Regions from separate parts of the Sus scrofa genome. Here all the other regions are linked to region 1. The links are chromatin contacts, called in public HiChIP or PLAC-seq maps. All regions are on one chromosome and are shown on one strand. The core of a region is the stretch at or near the end of the contact, and the rest is flanking DNA. Distances in the headings are between cores, read along the strand shown. Region 1 overlaps ZC3H7A (zinc finger CCCH domain-containing protein 7A). Region 2 overlaps LOC102157603. Region 3 overlaps LOC102157603.

What was found. HiChIP or PLAC-seq counts read pairs in DNA pulled down with a chosen protein or histone mark.
Region 2: a contact with region 1 is called in an H3K27ac HiChIP or PLAC-seq map of alveolar macrophages. The contact joins two enhancer-like sites. A contact is called at or near these places in 2 of 5 promoter capture datasets (fetal liver and skeletal muscle), 15 of 47 Hi-C or Micro-C datasets (alveolar macrophages, blood, brain and 10 more) and 1 of 2 datasets of contacts at active chromatin or transcription factors (alveolar macrophages).
Region 3: a contact with region 1 is called in an H3K27ac HiChIP or PLAC-seq map of alveolar macrophages. The contact joins two enhancer-like sites. A contact is called at or near these places in 15 of 47 Hi-C or Micro-C datasets (alveolar macrophages, blood, brain and 10 more) and 1 of 2 datasets of contacts at active chromatin or transcription factors (alveolar macrophages).

What each region holds. Positions count from the first base shown.
Region 1 is chr3:31,335,179-31,337,982 of Sscrofa11.1, forward strand. All of the region lies in intron 1 of ZC3H7A (zinc finger CCCH domain-containing protein 7A), which reads left to right. Among named protein-coding and RNA genes, the nearest start is that of ZC3H7A, 4.1 kb to the left of the region's middle. Within about 2 kb of position 1,398, at least 43 of the 83 cell types and tissues checked have an H3K27ac peak or open chromatin away from gene starts, as enhancers often do. A contact at or near this core is called in alveolar macrophages, fetal liver and retroperitoneal adipose tissue, where this site is marked.
Region 2 is chr3:31,768,354-31,771,157 of Sscrofa11.1, forward strand. LOC102157603 reads left to right here. Exons shown (of 53, transcript XM_021086611.1): 51 at 267-383; 52 at 548-689. Among named protein-coding and RNA genes, the nearest start is that of RMI2, 45 kb to the right of the region's middle. Within about 2 kb of position 1,433, at least 8 of the 83 cell types and tissues checked have an H3K27ac peak or open chromatin away from gene starts, as enhancers often do. A contact at or near this core is called in alveolar macrophages, fetal liver and retroperitoneal adipose tissue, where this site is marked.
Region 3 is chr3:31,742,566-31,745,369 of Sscrofa11.1, forward strand. It overlaps LOC102157603, which reads left to right. Exons shown (of 53, transcript XM_021086611.1): 33 at 1,664-1,801. Among named protein-coding and RNA genes, the nearest start is that of RMI2, 71 kb to the right of the region's middle. Within about 2 kb of position 1,381, at least 3 of the 83 cell types and tissues checked have an H3K27ac peak or open chromatin away from gene starts, as enhancers often do. A contact at or near this core is called in alveolar macrophages, where this site is marked.

The DNA.
Region 1 (2,804 bases), core at 148-2,647:
ATCTTCCCTCCCAAGCGGAGTTCTTGTGTGTGGTGAGCTCTTTCCCGGGCCTTCAGGGGGCTGGGCTCCTTAAGAGGCACCCTGCACACATCTGAGGGCAAGTTCAAAGAGCAAAGCTCCGGGGCGGGCGGAGGTGGGGTGGCAGAAAGTAGGAACATGCTTCCTGAAGGTGTTTCGCACAGCCTTCATCCGGAGGGCTTCTTTCTCCATCAAGGGGAAAAAGTGTCTCATCAAATATCCAGCAGGAGAGTCCGAGTTTCAAGAGGGCAGTGGAACGTTGTAGGGAGAACCAGGTAATGCGGGTTCGCTCCCTGGGCATGTGGTCTCTGAGGGGTGAAGTGTATCCTGCTGCTGCCGGAAGAGTTCCCACAATGAGCTCACACTGTTGCAAGCTGGCCTGGACCCAGCTGTTACTTCAAGCGCGTTTGTTTGTTTGTTTGTTTGTTTGTTTGTTTCTGCCATTTCCAAGAGAGGCTGGAGGCTGAGGGCCGCATTTACTACACGTGGGTACTCATAATAATGTCTCACCTGAAATTTAGGACTAGCTTCTTAGGGAAAAATACAAGCCCTGGGCCCCATGCCCTGGGGCCTCCTCTCTGGTCCTGTGAGAGGCTGTCTTGGCCCGAAGGCTGTTGAATATTCATTCCTCACGTCTACACCCATGACGTCGTGGGCGGATTCCACATGGAGATCATCCCTGGACTGCTGTCCTAACTCCCCGCGTCCCTTCCACTTGTCCAGATTGTCTTAAATTACGTCCCTTGCACACGTCATCGTGTCTGCCTGCGTGTGCAGAGGCCTGTGTTTATTCTGTTCCTCCTGAGTGGCTGTCAAGTGCCCACCTGTCTGCCAGAGCTGTATTTGTCTTGCCCAGCCCAGCCCAGGGCCAACTCGGACGAGCTCGCCCCGCTCCAGGCAGCACTGGCACATGCAGGGCAAAATAGCTCCGTGGATAAGAAGGCAGGCTGGGCGCCAACCCGGCCGGCTCGGCCACTCCCAAGCTGTGTGACCTCTGTGACTGCGTCACCCCTCTGTGCTTCGGCTTCCTCCTACACCCACCTCCTAGGCTCCTCGGGAGGATCAGATGCTTTGACCCACGTAAAGCACTTAGAAGAGTGTCTGGAGTGCAGGCCGAGCTGGCCGTGTTTGCCGTTCCTTCTGTCCCTACCGTGTGTTGTAGTCACATTTCTTTGCCTTGTTGTCCTCTGCTAATGGGAGCTGGATTCTCAAGTTACCATGAAAGGCCAAACTTTCATGGTTTTGCATTCCGTGGTTCAGCATCGGACTAGACTTGGCGCTAATGGGTTTCGCCGAACAGGTGCTGAACCAGTAGTTAAGGGATTATGTAGACCAGAGCTCTGCGTACCTTTCCTTCTGTAAAACTTCAGTGAGTAACAGCTGATTCCAGAAAGGTGACGTGTGTTCCTGCCGGCGAGAGTAGTTAACTGAATGAAATTCCGATCTAACTGAGTGTCTTGCTTTAAAAAGTACTGTTCAGAGTTGCACCCCCCCCATTTCCTTTTCCTTTAAGGCAGAGAGGGTGTGTCTGAGTTGCTTTTCCCCTGGTGGGGTCAGTGGCACTCGTTGCCGCCCCAGCTTTGGAGGTCACTTACTGTCGCTGCCTCCTGTTGATTCCCACTCTGTGACTTCCTCACCACCTGGCTCGACCGGCCTCCGAGGCCGGCTCGTCTCCTGTCACCTCCTCTGGTGCCATCCTTTGGTTTGTCGTGCTTTTGACATGGGACCCCTTCATTCAGTCTTCCTTCAAGGGTTCATTGACCTGGTCCTGGAGCATGTAAAACAGCCAGGACGAAGGACAGGGACCCCTGGAAGGGAGCAGGGGTAGGAGCGGGGTGTGGTGACAGTAGTGGGCTGAAGGCTGGCCTCTGACATTGAAACCAAGACCCTGGGTTGACAGGAGCCAGCGCTGGCAGGGCCTCCTCGCCTGCCCGCTCGCGTCTCTCACAAGCGACCTATCTGGATCTGTTTCTTGCCTATCAATAAAAGAAAAAAGAAAAGAAAGGAGCCAGCCCCGCGCAGATCTAGGAAGAGTGTCATGGGCAGTGGGAACAGCAAGCACTGGGTCCCGGACACAGAGCCCTTGACTCATTCCAGGAACCTACAGGAAGACAGTCAGGGCGACAGGGCCTGGGTGGTGCGTCATGCTGGGGAGTCTGGGTCCCATTCTGAGTGCCTCTGGGCCGCCAGTGGAGGATTTTCAGCAGGGCTGTGACAACCGATCTGTGTTTGTAGAGAGCATTCCTTTCAGTTCCATGTGGGAAACAGATGGGGGAGGGGATGGAAGCTAAGGGCAGAGCAGAGAGGAGGCTCTGGGGACGTCCACGTGCGACTCCGGCAGAGGGGGTTCTAGAGCTGTCAGGCTTGGGGTGCCTGGCATGTCTTTGACAGTATCACCCATAGAGGCTTTGCCAGTGGATTGGTTGGATGTGGTTAAGAGAAGGAAGGTGACTGGTTTGAGCAAATGGCCAGAAGGTGATTTCATTCTGAAAAGGTAAGTTTGATCAAAGGGTTAGGCTTGGGAGGAGGGTATAAGATTGGGGGGCATTCCAGATAGAAATGTTGAGTAGGAGTTCCCGTAGTGGTGCAGTGGTTAACGAATCCGACTAGGAACCATGAGATTGAGGGTTCGGGCCCTGCCCTTGCTCAGTGAGTTAACGATCTGGCGTTGCCGTGAGCTGTGATGTAGGTTGCAGACGCGGCTCGGATCCCGCGTTGCTGTGGCTCTGGTATAGGCCGGCGGCTACAGCTCCGATTCAACCCCTAGCCTGGGAACCTCCATATGC
Region 2 (2,804 bases), core at 183-2,682, 430 kb after region 1:
CTGGGCGTCATCACTGGGACGTGGTGGCCATGGGTGGGGAAGGAACCAGGTGGGATCCAGATGCGCCCTGGAGAGGGAAGCGTCCGGCGACTTGGCCATGGACCTAAGCAGGGTGTGGTGGGCCCCCCTCACCAAGGCTCTTGGGCCTGCCGGCTCTGGGGTGGCCCAGGGGGTGGCGGTCCCCTCCTGAGGCCACTGCACCCAGCGGAGCCGCCCAGGAGAAGAGGTCCAGGCAGGAGGCCAGAGTCTTAGGTTCGTCCCCCCAGGTGAGTGGTGACTGCGAGGCTGTGGAGAAGACACGACCCGCATGCCCAGGACAGAGCCCCGCCTGCCAGGCCCTCTTCCAGGACCCCCGCTCCAGCCTGAGGAGCTGCTTCGGGGTGGTGAGTGTGCGGCTGCAGAGGCCACTCAAGCAGATGGGCTGAGGGACAAAGGTGGCCCTGGCCCCGATCTAGCCCCCCGCCCCCGCCTCTTCTAAGCTACTCCCCAGGGTGCGGGGGGGGGAGGAGGGGGGGCAGGGTCACTGATCGCGGGTGCTGGATTGCAGGTGGACCCCGCGCCCTTCCTTAGCCTGTGCATCCAGGACCCCTGTGGCACCCAGGAGCACCCACCTGCCTGCAACCTGGCAGCCGCCTACATCCACCTGTGTGCCCGGGGCTCCGTGCCCCTGGACCCTCCTCCACAGTGCGGTAAGCTGCCGCGGCCACTCGCGCTCCAACCCTGCCTGGTTGACTTCTGCCTTCCATCCCAGAGAGAAAAACCAGGTTCTTTCTCATAGCTCCTGCCAAGGAGTCAGGCACTTAGCTGTCGTACAGTGAGCCAATCATCAAAGCAAAGTTATATGCAAAGGGGTGCTTATTGAGAAAGACAAAAAGGGCTCGTAGCTCCCGCCTCCATGCCAACTCCAGTGAGCCTGTGACCTCTGGCACAGGAGACAATCTCCGGGAGGTCAGGCAGCTGTAAAGTCAGCTCCTAAAAACATAGAACCACAGGAGTTCCCGTCGTGGCTCAGCAGAAACGAATTGGACTAGCATCCATGAGGTCCCCGGGCCTCGCTCAGTGGGTTACGGATCTGGCATTGCCACAAGCTGCAGTGTAGGTTGCAGACGCGGCTCGGATCTGGTGTGGCTGTGGCTGTGGTGTAGGCCGGTGGCTACAGTTCTGATTCGACCCCCAGTCTAGGAACCTCCATATGCCGCAGGTGCAGCCCTAAAAAGACATAAACTTAGAACCACAGACTTGCCATTAGGGGGGTTGAATGTCCACTCCCTACAGTGTCTGGGGACCTCCAGGCAGCCCTGCAGCCGGTGCCGTGCATGATTCCTGTAGCTCAAGCCCCGCTCCCCAGACCCGGAAGTTAGAGACTACAGCAAACAGCAGCCCTGTAAACAGAGCACTTACTCATGACATTCGTAGAAAAACAGGAAGCGGGGGGAGGTTACTGGAAGATCTAGAGTGACAGGGAGAGAGGTCTCTACATTACAGGAAGGATGATTAGGCTCAACAAGGAAAAGGGGGAAGTGATAGTCCAGGAGCAGGGTGGTGGTCAGGGGATAGAAAATTCCTAAGGGGGAGTTCCTGCTGTGTCACAGTGGAAACGAATCTGACTGGTATCCATGAGGATGCGGGTTCGATCCCTGGCCTCGCTCAGTGGGTTGGGGATCCAGTGTTGCCAAGAGCTGTAGTGCAGATGACAGACACAACTTGCCTCCTGCGTTGCCATGGCTGTGGTGTAGGCTGGCAGCTACAGCTCCTGTTTGACCCTTAGCCTAGGAACTTCTATGAGCTGTGGGTGGGTGCGGCCCTAAAAAGCCAAAAAAAAAATCCTAAGGGGTAACATCAGGCGTGGGCAAGATTCCGGCTCACCTGACCTAACGAGATTCTCGCTGAAGGCAGGCCCGGGTGGTCCCTGGGTGAGGACCCCTAGTCAGATGTTGAGGTGATCAGCTGTGGGGGGTCCTGCTAGAGCTGGATGACACAGAGATGACGGGAGACCGAAAGTCAGGGCTTGCTTGAGAAGAGTTGTAAGGAGCCCAAATAGAGTTTGATCAAGGAGAAAAATCTTTCTCCAAGACTTCAGATGCTAGAATTAGACATTATTAAAGACAAGCACCATTCCAAAACTAAGTTTTAGAAATGAAAAAATAGGAGTTCCCACTGCAGCGTAGGTCACAACTGCACCTCAGCACCGATCCCTGGGCCAGGCACTCCATAATCCGTGCGTGGGGTGGCCAAAAAAAGGGGAAAAAAAAGAAAAACGAAGAAAAGTATTCACTGAAATTTAAACCTTAATAGCAGAAGAGAAAATTAATTGGAAACCATGAAGGAATTTCAAAAACAAAATGAGGATTTGAGAGATGTGACTCCTCAGATTGAAGAAGTACAACGCGCCCCAAATGCTGTTAATAAACCCTTTCCAAGACCCATCAGAGTGACTGCAGGAGTTCCTGCCGTGGCTCAGTGGAAACAAATCTGACTAGCATCCGTGAGGATGCAGGTTCAATCCCTGGCTTTGTTCAGTGGGTTAAGGATCTAGCATTGCCATGAGTTGCGGTGTAGGTTGCAGATTCGGATCTGGCGTTGCTGTGAGCTGTGGTGTAGGATGGCGACTACAGCTCTGATGGGACTCCTAGCCTGGGAACTTCCCTATGCTACGGGTGCGGCCCTTTAAAAAAAAAGAAAAGAAAAAGACACAAACAGAGTGACTGCAGCAAAACCAAAACAAAGGTCTTCAGAGCCATCAGAGAGGATGAAGAAGAGGTGATCTTTCAAGACCCAACCTCCTACCAGCAACGACCGAAGAC
Region 3 (2,804 bases), core at 131-2,630, 410 kb after region 1:
GTTCCTGTAGGACGGTGGACATTCGTAAATCGGATTCCCTCCACCGGTTTTATCGTGATGTTTTATCCCACTGCTGCACCACAGTGGGAACTCCCAGGATCTGGTCTCTTAACTTTCAAATATACCAGACAGCAGGCTTGGCTGCAGTCATCCTGTTATCCATACATCCCGGGTATTTCTCTTATAGCACCGATTGGTAATATCTTGCCACATCTTTCCGCTTATACTTACATATGCTTATACATTTGTGTATTCGTACCCATTTTTTTTTCTGTATTGTCATGAGTTGATCCTGAGATGTTTTCGGAGATAGCATACCTCTTTATTCCTGTAACAAGGCTATTTTCTTGTGTGACCCAATAGAATTACAAAATTCAGGAAACTTAACGGGTGACATTATCAGACATATAGTTTGTAAAACATTTCCCAGTTGCCACAAGAATTCTTCTTGTGCAATAATGCCCTTTCCAGCTGTTTTGTAAGAACTGTTTTAGCCTTTACACCCAATTCCGGCTCTCTTGCAACTGTTCATCTCACCCCTGCAACGAAAAAGCAGCCACAGACAGTATTTAAATAAATGGGCCTGACTGTGTTCCAGTAACACTTTATTTGCAAGATCAGGAGGAGGGACAACTTTGGCCAGAAAGGCTGACTCCAGGAGTTCCTGTCGTGGCGCAGCGGTTAACAAATCCAACTAGGAACCATGAGGTTGCAGGTTCGATCCCTGGCCTTGCTCAGTGGGTTAAGAATCGGGCATTGCCGTGAGCTGTGGTGTAGGCCGCAGATGCGGCTCGGATTCTGCATGGCTGTGGCTGTGGTGTAGGCCAGCGGCTACAGCTCTGATTTGACTCCTGGCCTGGGAACCTCCATATGCCGCAGGTGCTGCTCTAAAAGGACAAAAAGACAACAAAACAAAACACTAGCGACTTGCCAGTGTCCAGGCAATTTTTTTTAATCACACATCTGAATTTGTCAGATTGTTTGTCTAAGACGTAATTCAAGGTGGACATTTTTCACAGGGGCATCGCAAAGTTAATGGGGCATCTGCAGAGCTTTTAAAAACACCAGTTCTAGGCCCTGTTCCAAGAGGTTCCATTTTTAAAGGTCTTAGGGTGGGGCCTAGAATCTGTATTTTTAGCAAGTGCCCTAAGTGATTTCCGCTATCCGGCCAACGTGGAAGTTAGCACATTATTTCATATAATTTTCATATCAACCCATTAATAAAGCAGGTATCCTTATCGCCATTTATCAGGTTGGAAAGGGAGGCTCGTGTAGGTAAAGAACTAGCCGGAGGTTCTTCACCCATACCTGGAAGAGCCATGTTGGATGCCATGCCCGATGCCTGTGTGTGGTCCTGGGCATTTGCCCGTCCTGCTGTCTACAGTGATCGTACAGCTAGAATTCTTGCCTGCCCGCCCAGGCCACTGGCTCTTTTCAAGTCAGTGTCATAGCGTGAAGGGCACTGGGAGATTGTTGTCATGGTCACACCTGGTCGTTGAAATGGAGATTCAGGACCCTCACATCAGCCTTTATCCCACCCAGGGAGCTGTGAGTTTGGGGGGGGCCTGGGGCTTTGGGAAGCAGAGCTTACGTAGAGCATGGAGCCAGCGTCTTCCTGAGTGTTACACCTGCAAAGATCTGACCTGCTTTTCTTCCAACCCAGCTGCGATACTCGGAGGGTGGAGCCGAGAGCACGTTTGTCTTGAGGATGGAGGAGCATCATTTCCACGTCGGCACCAGGCTCGTAGCTGCCAAGAACAGTCTTGCCAACATCATCAAGCTGGAACAGACCTTCCCCCAGGTGTGTGGAGGGGGCCAGGGCCAGGGCAGAGGGGGTGGTTCCTGGGGCAGCTCTTTGAAATAAGAGAGATTCCGGGAAGGATCCGGTGCAGGCAGGGCTGTGATGTCAGTTTCCATTTTTTGAGCATCTTCTAGGTACCAAGCCGGGAACTATTCCAGAAGCTGAGAATATTGCCTGGAACAGGCCTGATGGGTCCTTCCTCAAGTGTAGAGTATAGTGGGGAGACTGACCAAAAAATAAGAAGGAAAAAGGCCAGATGATGATATAGCCTATAGAAAAAACAGAATAGGGGATGCGAGTAGGAATTACGGAGAACTATGCAGGTGTCCAGGATAGGCCCCACTAAGGGGGAGACATTTGAACTACCCCCAATGACAGGCAAGGAAGTATCAGCCATTGGCAAGCTGGCGAAAGGGCATTCCAGGCAGAGAGAACAAGATGTGCAAAGGGCCTGGGGCAGGAATGAATTGGGTATGTTGAAGGAATGGCCACTGGGCTGGAGCACAGTGGGTAAGGGGGAGACAGTGAGCAGGAGGGGGTCCAGGCATGCAGAGCCTGTCAGGCCACAGGGAGGAGTTTGGATTTTAGTCTCTTTGAACCTGGAGGTCTTTTGAGGACGTGATCCAAATGATGCTTTTGGATTCCCTGAGCTGCTGTGTTGGGAGGGACCAGCAGGGGGCAGCAGAGACGCCAGTGAGCTGGGCGAGAATGATGGTGTCATGGACCAAGGTGGGGCGGTAGCAATGAGTTTTAGAGACATTTAAGAGCATGGGAGTTCCCTGGTAGCCTAGAGGTTAAGGATCCAGCATTGTCACTGCTGTGGCGTGGGTTCAATACCGTGCCCAGGAATTTCCGCATGCTGTGGGCACAGCCAAAAAAAAAGAGAGAGAGAGTAAACTATGCTCCTACCCACAAAAGTCCCCTACAGTGCCCTTGAGCCACCCTCCACCTGTGGCACCCACCAGCAGGGAGAGTGCCCCTTGCTGAGCCTTTGCACAGACTG